2 separate regions of the Ovis aries genome follow, and region 2 is linked to region 1. The links are chromatin contacts, called in public Hi-C maps. All regions are on one chromosome and are shown on one strand. The core of a region is the stretch at or near the end of the contact, and the rest is flanking DNA. Distances in the headings are between cores, read along the strand shown.

Evidence for each region. A called contact is a pair of places that touch in the nucleus more often than the background predicts.
Region 2: a contact with region 1 is called in a Hi-C map of liver, with 2.2 times the contacts expected there. The contact joins two enhancer-like sites. A contact is called at or near these places in 3 of 16 Hi-C or Micro-C datasets (liver, omental adipose tissue and tail adipose tissue).

What each region holds. Positions count from the first base shown.
Region 1 is chr1:271,843,128-271,849,435 of ARS-UI_Ramb_v3.0, reverse strand. LOC105604974 (a long non-coding RNA gene) reads left to right here. Exons shown (of 2, transcript XR_006057603.1): 2 at 2,286-2,793. Among named protein-coding and RNA genes, the nearest start is that of ETS2, 61 kb to the right of the region's middle. Within about 2 kb of position 3,050, at least 28 of the 54 cell types and tissues checked have an H3K27ac peak or open chromatin away from gene starts, as enhancers often do. A contact at or near this core is called in liver, where this site is marked.
Region 2 is chr1:272,050,356-272,056,663 of ARS-UI_Ramb_v3.0, reverse strand. No RefSeq gene overlaps it. Among named protein-coding and RNA genes, the nearest start is that of ETS2, 270 kb to the right of the region's middle. Within about 2 kb of position 2,558, at least 12 of the 54 cell types and tissues checked have an H3K27ac peak or open chromatin away from gene starts, as enhancers often do. A contact at or near this core is called in liver, where this site is marked.

The DNA of each region.
Region 1 (6,308 bases), core at 1,801-4,300:
AGGAATGGGGAGGAGAGGAAGGGGAGGGGAGGAATGGGGGAGGAGAGGAATAGGGGAGGAAGGGGGAGGGGAGGAGAGAAATGGGGGAGGGGAGAAATGGGGGAGGGAAGGAATGGGGGGAGGAAGGGGGAAAGAAGGAAGGGGGAGGGGAGGAAGGGGGAAAGAAGGAAGGAGGAGGGGAGGAAGGGGGAGGGGAGGAAGGGGGAGGGGAGGAAGGGGGAGGGGAGGAAGGGGGAGGGGAGGATAGGAGGATCCAGAACTCCAGGAGTCTTCCCTGTCCCAGGGTGCTGCTGGCCCAAGAACAGCCTCCTGCCGGGACTCTGAGATTAGACTCCTTATGCAAATGGATTGTTCTTTTTGGTCCCTGAAACTCCCAGAGGTAAATTACTTGCTGAGGCAATGGTGGATTAATCTGAGGCAATCAGCTATCTCTAAGTCCACCCAAGGCCACATTTGAATCAGATAGGGTGATTCATAGCAATCTGAAGTCGACTGTGAAAACTAGGTTCTTCCCGAAACACCGGCCAGGTGCCCTTGGTGACGCATCAGATGTCAGAGCTACGCTTTGCAGGTCGGCGCAGCTGGTTGGCGAGGCTACCTTTTGCACCCTAAGGACTGAGGGAGGAGGGGCGGGAGAGCCGTGGCGGCTTCCTGCTCCCAGGTCTGAAGACCATGCTATTTGGGCCCAGTTGGCCATTTCTCCACCCGCACTGCACTGGGCTTTCTTCCCCAGGCAGAGTGTGGCTCATGAGGGGGGTCGCTTTGCTTATACAGAAGCTGGCCTGTGGCATTCGTGAGGTCAGTGGTCATTTCTTGCTGACCCCAATGGATTCGGCATTCCCGGGGCAGGGTCCAGCTCTGCAGGCGCAAGTGTCCTGAAGGGAGTGCCTTTTGATTCACAAATCCTTAAGCATTAGAGTCACCGGCAGCCAAGGCGAGGTGGTGACACTGTTAATCGCTTGGATACCACAGTCCACTCTGCCATGCTAACACGTGCTACGCTGCTTCAGTCGTGTCCAACTCCTAGTGACCCCATGGACTGTAGCCCGCCAGGCTCCTCTGTCCGTGGGATTTTCCAGGCAAGAATACTGGAGTGGGGTGCCATGCCCTCCTCCAGGAGATCCTCCCTACCCAGGGATCTCTTACGTCTCCTGCACTGGCAGGCAGGTTCTTTACTGCTAGTGCCACCTGGGAAGCAAGGCCCAGGTGGGCTTTGGTGACGAGCCTGGCTGCTTTTCATAAGGAGGGAGGCTGGCTTTGGGGCAGCCGCAGTCTCAGGACGCACATAGAGGATTCCCTCTGGTCGGTTCTGCAGAGCTCAGGGCCGCCCAGGCTCTCAGGGCGGCGCAGTCACTGGGAGACCAGGATCATGCATCCCAGCGTACCTAGCAGACGAGGACGTCCTGAACTGGGGAAACCAAAGGACAGACAGAGAGGAATCATGAGACAAGTGCTGAGTGACACTCACAGTGACTGCTAGCGGCACACACGTCAGGAAGCCCAGGCTCTCCTGGGAGATTCCTGCCGTCACTAAGAGCAAGTGCAGGATGGAGATGTGTGCCCAAGACTGAGCTGGACACACTGCCAGTCCAGACGCCAGATGCTGGGGCGTGGCCGAGCCGGGGTCATTTAGCCCCATCACCTGTAATGGACACCTCAGGCCTGGAGCCGTTGTGCTCAGAATTGTAGTTTCCACTAGCTATGAGCACAGGGTGCCTGTTCTTGGCACCAAGATGTGCCAGGAACACTTGGGATGTGTTCAGGAGCAGCCTTGCTCTCAGTGGGCCCGAGGCTTACATCTACAACCTCTGCTCCACAGAAAGCCTCTTCTGGGGGTTCCTGGGACCCCACACCCCTGCAGGTGGATCGGGGAAGGGGAGAGATGCTCTCCACAGTGTGAACAGTGGGAAGGGGAGAGATGCTCCCTGAGAGTGAACAGTGGGAATGGGTGAAGTACTCTCTGCGGTGTGAACGGCAGGGAGGGGAGAGATGCTCTCCATGGTGTGAATGGTGGGAATGGGTGAGATGCTCTCTGTGATGTGAATGGCAGGGAGGCGATAGATGCTCTCTGCAGTGTGAACGGTTGGAGGCGGAGAGATGCTCTCCACGGTGTGAACAGTGGGAATCAGTGAGATGCTCTCCCTGGTGTGAACAGTGCTGACGCAAATGCCACCACCCTGCATGACCCATGTTCTCATACTCTCATGTAAATGGACATCAGCTGCAGAATTTGGGTGCAGGGAACGAAGGGGTTCTTCTGACATCCCTTCCCCTCTCACCTCCAGATTCCTACTGCTGGGCCCTCATCCTCAACTTGCCTCAAGACAGCACCCACTGAAGGGAGAGCTAGCCAGCAGGTCCCAAGACCCAGGAGATGGCACCCAAACCTCTTCCCTCCAGTGTCCACGTGCTGCTCATCCACCAAACCCTCGTCTTTCCACCTCAAGTTCTCCCAGGCTTTCCTCCTCCAGTTTCCAGGCTTTGTACCTGCTCCCACCCCCCACATTCCTCATTCCCCGCCACCTTTTCTTTCCAGCTGAGAAAGAGAGAAGCCTGGAATCTGGACTCAGGCCTACCCTGCCTCTCCTCCTGGGGATCCATGTGGTCTGTTACCAATAAGCCTGAAATGGTCAGGGCTAACATCAGCTTCCACTTCTTTCTTCCACTAGGTTATTTAAGCTTCCCATGACCTCTTGCTTTTGATAAAGAAGCAGTTTTCATTTGTGGAGAATTGACAAGGAAATCCCAGGTGGGAACCCTATACACAATAAATGCTCTAGCCACCAATCCGGATACTTGCCCTTCATAGACTCGATGATCTGATTGCTATCTGTGTTCTGGTTCCTTTCCTGCTAAGCTGAATGGGGTTGCCTGGGGAACAATTCTCAGGTCCCGGTTTTGAGCAAGGGGTCATTTCCCGCAGGCAATCTGGACACTCCAGAAGCCAGCCGGGCTGGGGGTGTGGCGGTGCAGCTCTGCTAGGCCCTGGCCAATCTCACCCCGCTGACAGGGGCAGGGGGCTGGTCTGAGGGCGGGGTGGCAGCTGGAGAGGGCGCTGGCCTGAGGCCTCAGCCCGCCTTTGCTGACGTTGGAGCCTCGGAGCAGGGCTGCTGACGTGTACTGACTGGGCTGGCTGTTTACTGAACTGTTTTTTAATAGCTGCACTTCCAGTAAGACCTGAGAACACGCCACAGCACCCTCATTTACAGCACAGAATGTGTCACTCGGGCCGCATGTGGGCCGAGAAAGGGAGAGTCCAGGAAAAGTGAGGTTCACAGGCAGTCAGGAAAGTCACCTGATGTGAAGAGAGAGAGAGAGAGAGAGAGAGAGAGACAGAGAGAGCCTGGGGTAGACCAGATGGCCGCGTTGGTGCTGTCCAGGACCACCCCATGGGCTGCATTTTGGAAGGGCCAATTCAGGCAGAATTTCTTCTTGAAAAGGTCCAAGTAGCCAAGACACCTTCTTCTGGGTATAGGAACTAGCCTCAGACTGGCTGGTTTCCAGAGTGACGTGGGCAACTCATTTCTCCTCCTTTGAGCGCAGTTTCCCTACCTGTTTTGATGAGGGTGTTCAGCCACTGATTCCTTTAGGGGGCAACAGCCAGCCCAGGGTTGGCATGGGGGCTCTGTCTTTCTGGCCATGGGGCTGTGGGAAAATCCTTGTCTTGTGAAGACATAATCTTGTCACGAGTTAACACAGATGTCAGTGTCCCTGCTGCCTCTGGGTGCTGCTGTTCTGAGCATTTGTGTGATAACGCACACAGAACACTTAGCAGAAAAGCAGGTGCCCAGCGAGCGCTCAACACCCAGGAGCTCTTAGCATCAGCACCGGTTCGTGGAGGGTCTGAGTATTGGGGGCACTGTGCATTGGGTAGGGTGGGGATGGTGTTCTCAGATCCCTTCCCACTGGAACATTCCACATCTGCAATCTAATTAAAAGCCACTGACTCTTTTCTTCCCTCTTGATAAAAGTTACAGAAACCTCTGTTTCCATTGCACTCAGATTCCACAGTCCCTTTTTTAGTTGAAAACGACTTCCCTAAGGCAAAAGTCAAGCTGTCCATTTGGAATGAAAGATGATGATGATGAAAGCAATAACAAAATAATAATAACAATAAATTCCTCTTTACTTGGTATTATAGACTTGAATAGGCTTCCCTGGTGGCTCGGGGTAAGAAATTTGCCTCCCAATGCAGGAGGTGCAGGTTCAATCCCTGGATTGGAAAGATCCCCTGGAGAAGGAAATGGCAGCTGACTTCAGTATTCTTTCCTGGGAAATCCCATGGACAGAGGAGCCTGGTAGGCTCCATGGGGTCACAAAGAGTCAGACACGACTTAGCGACTAAACCACCCCCACATAGACTTGGAAAGCACTTGAATCCTCCTGACAGCCCTGTAAATACAAGAAGAGAAAGTATGTCCCAGGAGTTGCAGGTGCAGAGACTGATGTCCAGGGCGACTGTCCGAGGTAATGTGGATAAGGAGGGGGCGGGGGAGCTAGAAAGTGTGTCCTCTGGCTCCAGACCTAGTCTCCTTCTAAAGAAGACTCTACTGTAGTTGGCTTTTCCAAAACCGGGGGGAAAGATCGCAAAGATGTGTATGATTTGTCTCGCCGTTTTTGCACATGGTTGGCTGTTTGGGAGGCTGCGGACACAGGCTCCAAATGTGCTGTCCGGGCATGTGTAAACGCCACTCCCTGCAGGCTCACTGGGGTGACCCTATACACGACCCTCCCACCAGCAGCCCCCTCCTGTGGAGGTGTCCTGGGTCATGTGTCAGCGTTTCCCACCTTTCTGGGCCACCTTGGGTGAGCCCTTGAGGAGACAAGAAATCCGTGTGGAAGCCAAGGAAGATTCTAGTCCAGTTCTCCTAGGGGATGGGGAGATATGCAAGCTCAGCCAATGGAGGAGAGTGACTGGTTACTAAAAGCATTTATGATGAGTGGAGGAGATGTTTAAAACAACACCAACGGCCAGTTTTAACTGGAAATGACCCGGCCAAAAAGGACAGTGACGGAGACCCTGTGGCCCAGATACTGGGGCCTTAAAGGCTTTGCCCAGGTGCCAGGCCACCCTCTCCGACAAGCCGACCCGACCCAACAGGACAGGAGGGAAGAGGCCCTGGGACAAGTCTCATCAGGCTGCAGGGGGCCACTTCCCCGACTTGCTGGCGTCCGAGACCGACGCCACAGCCTCCTCCTCGCTGACACGTAGGCAGCTTATCTCGGGTCTTGTTTTGGCTTAGAAATCCTTTAATCTCCTAGGATCGTTTTAATGGTGCAGCCTCTATTTTTATTCTTGGATGGCGGAGAGAATCAGAGACTCAGCCGACTCTTCTGGACATGTGGAGGCCTGTGCCCCAGAGCACTGAATTCCTTGCCGCTTCCAGCAAGTGAAGCCCAGAGCTGAGATTCTGAAACGAACATGCCAACAGCAAGGGGCTTGCTCTTAACCACCGAACGTGGGGCATCGTAGGCATTCGGCAAATATTTGCTGAAAACAAACACTGAAGGGTTCTGTTAATTCCAAGCAGTTTTCTGCCCTGTTGCACAGCCCTGAGGATACATGGGGCGGCAGCTCACAGGTCGTTTTCTGAACTGATGAGCCCGGTGCCTGTAATTTTCCCAAAGCGAAATATCTGTGGATGTGGCTACATGCCATGGAACCTTCTAGGCTTCTTGCTTTCCTTTTCATTACAAGGTTACTTTGCTTTACTTCCTTGTATGTGGTCACTGTGTTTACCCTCATGACTCTCTCTAAGGGGAGCCCCAGGGCATGTGGGTGTTGTCTTGAGCCTAGGCTTCCTTTTTGCCTTCTTCTTTTAAATGTATTTAATATATTTTACATTTTGTTTTTGATTTTTAAGTGTGGTTGGTTTACAACGTTGGGTTAGTCTCAGGTGTATAGCCACATAATTCAGTTCTACATACACACATACACACACACACACATACACACACACACACATACACACACACACACACACATACACACACACATACACACACACATACACACACACACATACACACATACACACACACACACACATACACACATACACACATACACACATACACACATACACACATACATACATGTATGTATATATATATATATATATAGGCTTCCCAGATGGCTCAGGGGTAAAGAATCTGCCTGACAAGGCAGGAGACACAGATTCAATTCCTGGGGCAGGAAGATCCCCTGGAGAAGGAAATGGCAACTCACTCCAGTCTTTTTGCCCCGGGAAATCCCATGGACAGCAGAGCCTGGTGGGCTACAGTCCATAGGGTCACAAAAAGTCAGA
Region 2 (6,308 bases), core at 1,309-3,808, 210 kb before region 1:
CCCATGGAAGCAGGGCCTTGCCTTGTTCTCTCCTGTACTGGATATACTTAGCACTTAGCACAGTTCCTGGTCCAGAATCAGCCCCAATAAATATTGCTAGATGCAAGAGAAAAGAATGAATGGGTGAAGGCTTGGTGGATGCTGTAGGCACGTGGAAGAATTCTAAGTCTTCTGGCAAACGAGCATTTCGTTCTGATGAATTCATCAGAAGATGCTTCCTGCAGGGCTGGATGACCTCTTCATCAGGTGTATGCTAAATCGTTTCAGTCGTGTCCGAATCTTTGTGCAGACTGTAGTTCGCCAGGCTTCTCGTCAGGGATTCTCCAGACGCGAATACTGGAGTGGGTGTCATGCCCTTTTCCAGGAGATCTTCCCTGACCCAGGGGTGGACCCGGTGTCTCTCACCTCTCCTGCATTGGCAGGCAGATTCTTCACCACTAGTGCCACCTGGGAAGACCCTCTTCATCCGGCGCAGACAGTCCTAGTTTACCAAGGAAAATAGCCTTTCACAGGCAGTAGAAGGCTGTTGCTCTCCCCTCTGTGAAATGAAACAATGTAACGCCATTTCTCAGAGGCTTCTGGGTCCATCAGGTTCCTTTTCAGAAAGCCATCATTTGCTCTGGCTGGGATTATGTGTTTTGTGATATTTGAGTGTCACTTAGAAACTTTACGACAGCCAATCAATCTTTTGTAAAAGACCTGGTAAATGCAATTGAGACTCCTCCCCGCCCCCCCCCACCCCGCCCCCACCTCCCAACTCCAGAGAACTTTGAGATGAAGCCTGAAAGAGATTTAAAGGATTTAAGAGAGATTTTTAAAACTTTTTTCTTAAGCAGGCTTTTTCTTTATCGAACAGCTAAAGGCAAAACCATCTGTTGCCGTAGTGAGTGTCTTTGGAGGGGATAAAGACGCCAGCAATGAGTAAAAACGGCCTAAAATGCCCACCAAGATCCTGCGTCCTGGCTCCTTGTCTCACTGTCTTCTGGAGCTGCCTTTAGACAACCGAGGAGTAAACGAGTCCAAGTGTTTGCTGGTGTTGCTGAGTGAGTTCAGAGCTTGCGTCTCTCTCAGGGTTCACAGCACTAATATCTGGTTTGTTTGATGTCAGTTTCCTGGAGACAGAGATGGGAGGCCTCGGGTGCAAGGGCCAGATTTCCTCTCGGGATGACATTTGACCTGTCCTTTTCCTCGAGGTCCTTGACACACAATACCTCCCTATGTCATGCTGGGTCAGCTCACACCAGGAATAATTAAGCAGAGCTTTGCTGCCGGAAAACCCAAGGCCAATTTGGGGCTGTCATGGGCCATGACGGCCTCCAGTCAATGACTCCGGTTCCTGCCCCACCCCACCCCCACCCACGCATGGGGATTTGCCTGATTTCTGAGATCTACCTTAGGAACAGCCACCCGATCGTGCAGCTCTAGAATCTGACTTTCTGCAGCTCTAGAATCTGACTTTCGAGAATCTGCACACCAAACAGTGGCTTACAAGTTAGAATCCATGCTCTGCCCTGTGCTGCGTCCCCATGAGGCTCTCTCTTCATAAGTACGATTAAGCTGAAACCCCAGTCTGCCATCTGTGTCTCTTTCGAACTCCCTTGCAGGTTTCAGATGGAGCCCAGTTTTGTAGCAAGGATCGTGTTCACTCTTCACGTCAATGTGCAGGAGATTCAGCGGCAGCTTAATGTCAGAGACAAATTCCCCAGCCCTGGCTTGGGTGTGTGAAGAAAGTCTCCAGATGGTTCTTTGAGGTTTTTCACCCCAGTTACGTGGGGGGTGGGGGTGGGGGCGGACCCTGAGCGGTCAGCCACGGACACTGCCATCACAGGTGGAGATTGCTGGGTGTCACTGACGGCCCCGCTCCCAGGCATAATGACCGGCAGGCCCCAGTGCAAGAGAGCTGGCATTTCTGCTACTGATGGAAACCAGATGTGAAGGGGACCCGTGTAATCACAGGAAAGCTGGTTAATGGTGGAGTGGGGAGGGGAGGCCCTGACACTGAGTACAGGATTGGGGGAGGGCAGGCTCTGTCTTCCTCCTGTCTTTGAATGACGTCTCTTTCATCAGCGCTTTGAAATGCTGACACTGGCCTGCAGCCGCTTGTTCAAGGAATCACACTGGCAATTTTTGCATGTTTGACACTTTCTTACTCGGAAGAAGGGGACAGGCTGGCAGAATCAGAGGATGCTTTTGCTTTAGGAATGAGGGTTTCGGGACTTTGTGACACAGGTCCTGTGTCGACCTGAATGCCATCGGGGACACGTCTTTCCAGCCCACAGGGTGTCCAGCCCGCAGGCAGGCAGGCCCTGGCCCCTCGGGCAAGAAGGGGAAACTGCACGCTCACGGTTCTTGCTTCAGTTGGAAGCTGGTAAGGCTTGTCCGAGTCGCCACAAAGTTCACTTCCACTTCTGGCCCGCCTGTTTCTCTCACTTCCCCAATATCTTGTTAAAACCGCAGGAAAAAGAACACATTGCTCCTTGCCTAAGGTCATCTTTGGAAGAAGCACATTTGACTTTTAGAGGCATCAGACTTCCTGGCCTCGATGGAGAAACACAATTACTCGGTGAACTTTTGAGCTGAATGATCCCGGCAGAGGGACAGTACACAGGAGCCTAAAGAGGCAGAAAGGCCATGGGGAGGGGAGCGGGGAGCAAGGCGGAAACCAGGGCGAGTCCAATTGCCTGAGTGTTTACCAAGACGGAGGCAGGTTAGGGCGCCAGGTCCTGCCACGTCTTACTGCTGCAGACACAGGACCAATTGACCCGCGATGGCAGATCTTCCTTCTTTTTTGGGGGGGCATGGTCATGCCAGGGGCCAAGTTCTGACCTGACTTTTAAGAACCTCCCTTTCACAGCCCAAGGCCTCTGCGGGGAGCAGGGGGGCAGCCTAAGCGTGCTCCGATACTCGGCAGGATCCCACTGCCCGTCTTGTGCAGCCCTTGTGGTCCACCTCGGTTTGCGGCCTCAGTTTCCGGGCCTCCATCGCGTCACTCGTCCCTCCACGGCTATGCTCATGCTCCACCTGCCTGGGCGTGTGGTGTGTTCTGGACACCCCTGATCTCTACAGCCGGCTGTCACAGTGTCCAGACACCCTCATGACCTTCCACACCCAGCAGTGCCACCCACGCACGTCGGCACCATCCAAAGGGCACTCCTCCTTAGGACTCTAGCTCAGTTCCCTAGCCACCGGAGCAAGCGTGGTCCACCCTCCTCCAAAAGAGTGCTTTCAAGCCATCCTTGATCTGGAGTCCAGGTGCTCCACAGTCGTCCAGGGACCAGCTCGGTTTTCACCTCAATTTAACCACTTGGTACTCTGTCCGAGGAAGTACAAACAACAGATGTTTAACACATGTCAGCTGGAGGAACACATGGCTTACGTGGTGGGATCATCTTCCAGATTTTCTAGGAACCAAAAGAGAGTTCATCATCAAGAAAGAGCTTGGGGAGGCTGTGTCCCCAAAGAAATGTCCAGGAGGTCTGGCTGTCATATCAGAAATGGCAAGTGACCCATAGCCTTTGGAAGAGATGATGATTTGTTTGAGAATTCTGAGTCTAAAGAAGCCTAAGATTTAAGCTTTCTGTCCATCCATCCATCCATCCATTTATCCACCCATCCACCCATCCATCCATCCATTTACCCATTCATCCATTTACCTATCCATCCACCCATCCATCCATCCATCCCTTTGTTCATGTATTTCTCTCCTTTCATTTTTCCCCAATACTGATAAGAATATGAAAACAGGGAGCAGTCTCTCACTATCTGAGGTGCTGTCTCCTGGGCTGTAGTCCTCATTTTGCCCCAAATAAAACTTAAGCTTGCAACTCTTAAAAAAAAAAAAAAAAGAATATGAAAACAAATCAGACAAGCCTCTAGGCTTGAGAAGCATCTAGATTTTCTTTTCTCAGATTTTTGTAGCTATGTGATTATTGTTAGGAGAATATTCAAAAAATCGCTTAAAAGTAGGGGATAGATACATCCCTTAATGAAATGTTACATAGCCTTGAAAATGATGCCTGCCAAGGGCTGGCAATAATATGGAATATGGCATCATAGAAGGTTAAGTGAAAAAGTGTATACAGCATTCGAAATGAATATATTCAATGAAGAAGAGTCTGAAAGGACACGGATACATGTGAACAGCAGCTTGAGTGGTGAGGGAGGGGGGGTTCGTCCCCTTCACTCCATCTCCGTGCATTTCCTGTCTTGCCTGATGAGCTCATTCTCACTGAGCAGAATGGTGTTCCAGAAATTTCTACCACATTCTCCTTCCTTCCTTTGGACCCCTTGAATCATTTCAGTAGAGTTTGCTCCATATAGCAGGAAAGAGGTACTGTCTCTAAAATATATGTACGTGTGTATGTATTTGGATGCGTTGGATCTTGGCTGCGTCACGTGGGATCCTTCATTGCGATGAATGGACTCTTTCATTGCGTCCTGTGGGCCCAGGAGTTGCAGCATGGAGGCTTTAATGCTTTGTGGCTCCCCAACCAGGGATCGAACCCGTGTCTTCTGCACAGCGAGGTGGATTCTTAACCGTTGGACCACCAAGGACGTCCCCTTTCTTTCTTTTTTAAAGAAAGAATTGGAAAACTTCATTTGAGCCAAATTTGAGAGCTATAACCCTGGAAGAGCATCTCAGAAAGCTCTGAAAACTGTTCCGATGTACTGTCTTTCTGTGATTAAAAGAAGAATGTGTGTATATAAAACAAATACATGAAATGAAACATAAACACACAGACATGTACGTATAAACACATACGTGTGTCGTATAAACACATGTGTGTCGTATAAACACATACGTGTGTGTGCGTGCACGCTCAGTCACTGTAGTTGTGTCCCGCTCTTTGCGACCCCTTGGACTGTAGGCTGCCAGGGTCTCTGTCCATGGGATTCTCCAGGCTAGAGTACTGGAGTGGGTTGCCATGCCCTCTGCCAGGATTGTCCTGACCCAGGGATCGAACCCACGGCTCCTATGCTGTGGCAGATTCTTTATGGCTGAACCACCAGGGAAGCCCCAAGAACACATATATATGTATATATGTTCGTCTAGTCAGAGCTATGGTTTTCCAGTAGTCATGTATGGATGTGAGAGTTGGACCATAATGAAGGCTGAGCACCAAAGAATTCATGCTTTTGAACTGTGGTGTTGGAGAGACTCTTGAGAGTCCCTTGGACAGCACAGAGAGCCAACCAGTCCATCCTAAAGGTAAATCAGTCCTGAATATTCATTGGAAGGACTGATGCTGAAGCTGAAACTCCAATACTTTGGGTTTTTTTTTTCTTTTTTTACAATTTAAAAATGTAAAAACCATTCTTAGCTTGCAAGCAGTGGCTGTATTCAGCCCATATCTGTAACTTGTGGTTCCTGAATGCTAACCTGTACTATGCTTTCATGCTCAGTTCCTTGGCCACTTGATGCTAAGAACTGACTCATTGGAAAAGACCCTGATGCTGGGAAAGATTGAAGGCAGGAGGAGGAGGGGACAACAGAGGATGAGATGGTGGGATGGCATCACTGACTCGATGGACATGAGTTTGGATAAACTCCAGGAGTTGGTGATGGACTGGGAGGCCTGATGTGCTGCAGTCCATGGGGTCACAAAGAGTTGGAGACGACTAAGGGAACTGAACTGAATTCATATGCATATTCTTTTAATTTTTTCCCCAATGCTTCTATTTCCAACCAAATTAAACGTGGGTGGGCTTTGCTGCTGGGCCCCTCTGGACCCCCTGCTGGGAGCCTGGTGAGAAGCCCAAAGACTTCAAGTCAGTCACTTGAAGGAGCATCCTCTCACCTGTGGCCAAACTGAAGAACCCGCTCTCGAGGTCCTTCCTCCGGGAGACAGTATTAAGAGGCCCATTGGCAAGCATTAATGTGAGCGCGCCTCTTTCCACCACACAAACCACACTTTTCTTGGCTGATGTTAGCTCATGGTGTTTATCTGAGCTTCGAATCCTTTGCAATCTAATATCCGATGTCACAGTATCCCCACGGGCGCTTTTCACCACGTGTCTCTGAACCTCTCATTTTTCTGCTGCCATTCCCTCGCTGGTGGTCCTGTGCATAAAATTAGCCTCCCTCCCACCTCCCATCCCCCTGCCTCACTTCTGAAATTCATACTGTAATGTGATGGGAAGCATTTTTGTTGGCAGCCTCTGCGCAGAGAGGTTCTGAAGGATCAAGAAACACGTTCCCTCCGAGGGCGTATGTATGTGGCTCCACTTCTTGGAAAAGGCAGCAACTTTTCTGGCACCGGCTCAAAACCCAGGACTGTACCCTTCGACCTGGCCAATGAGAGCTCTGG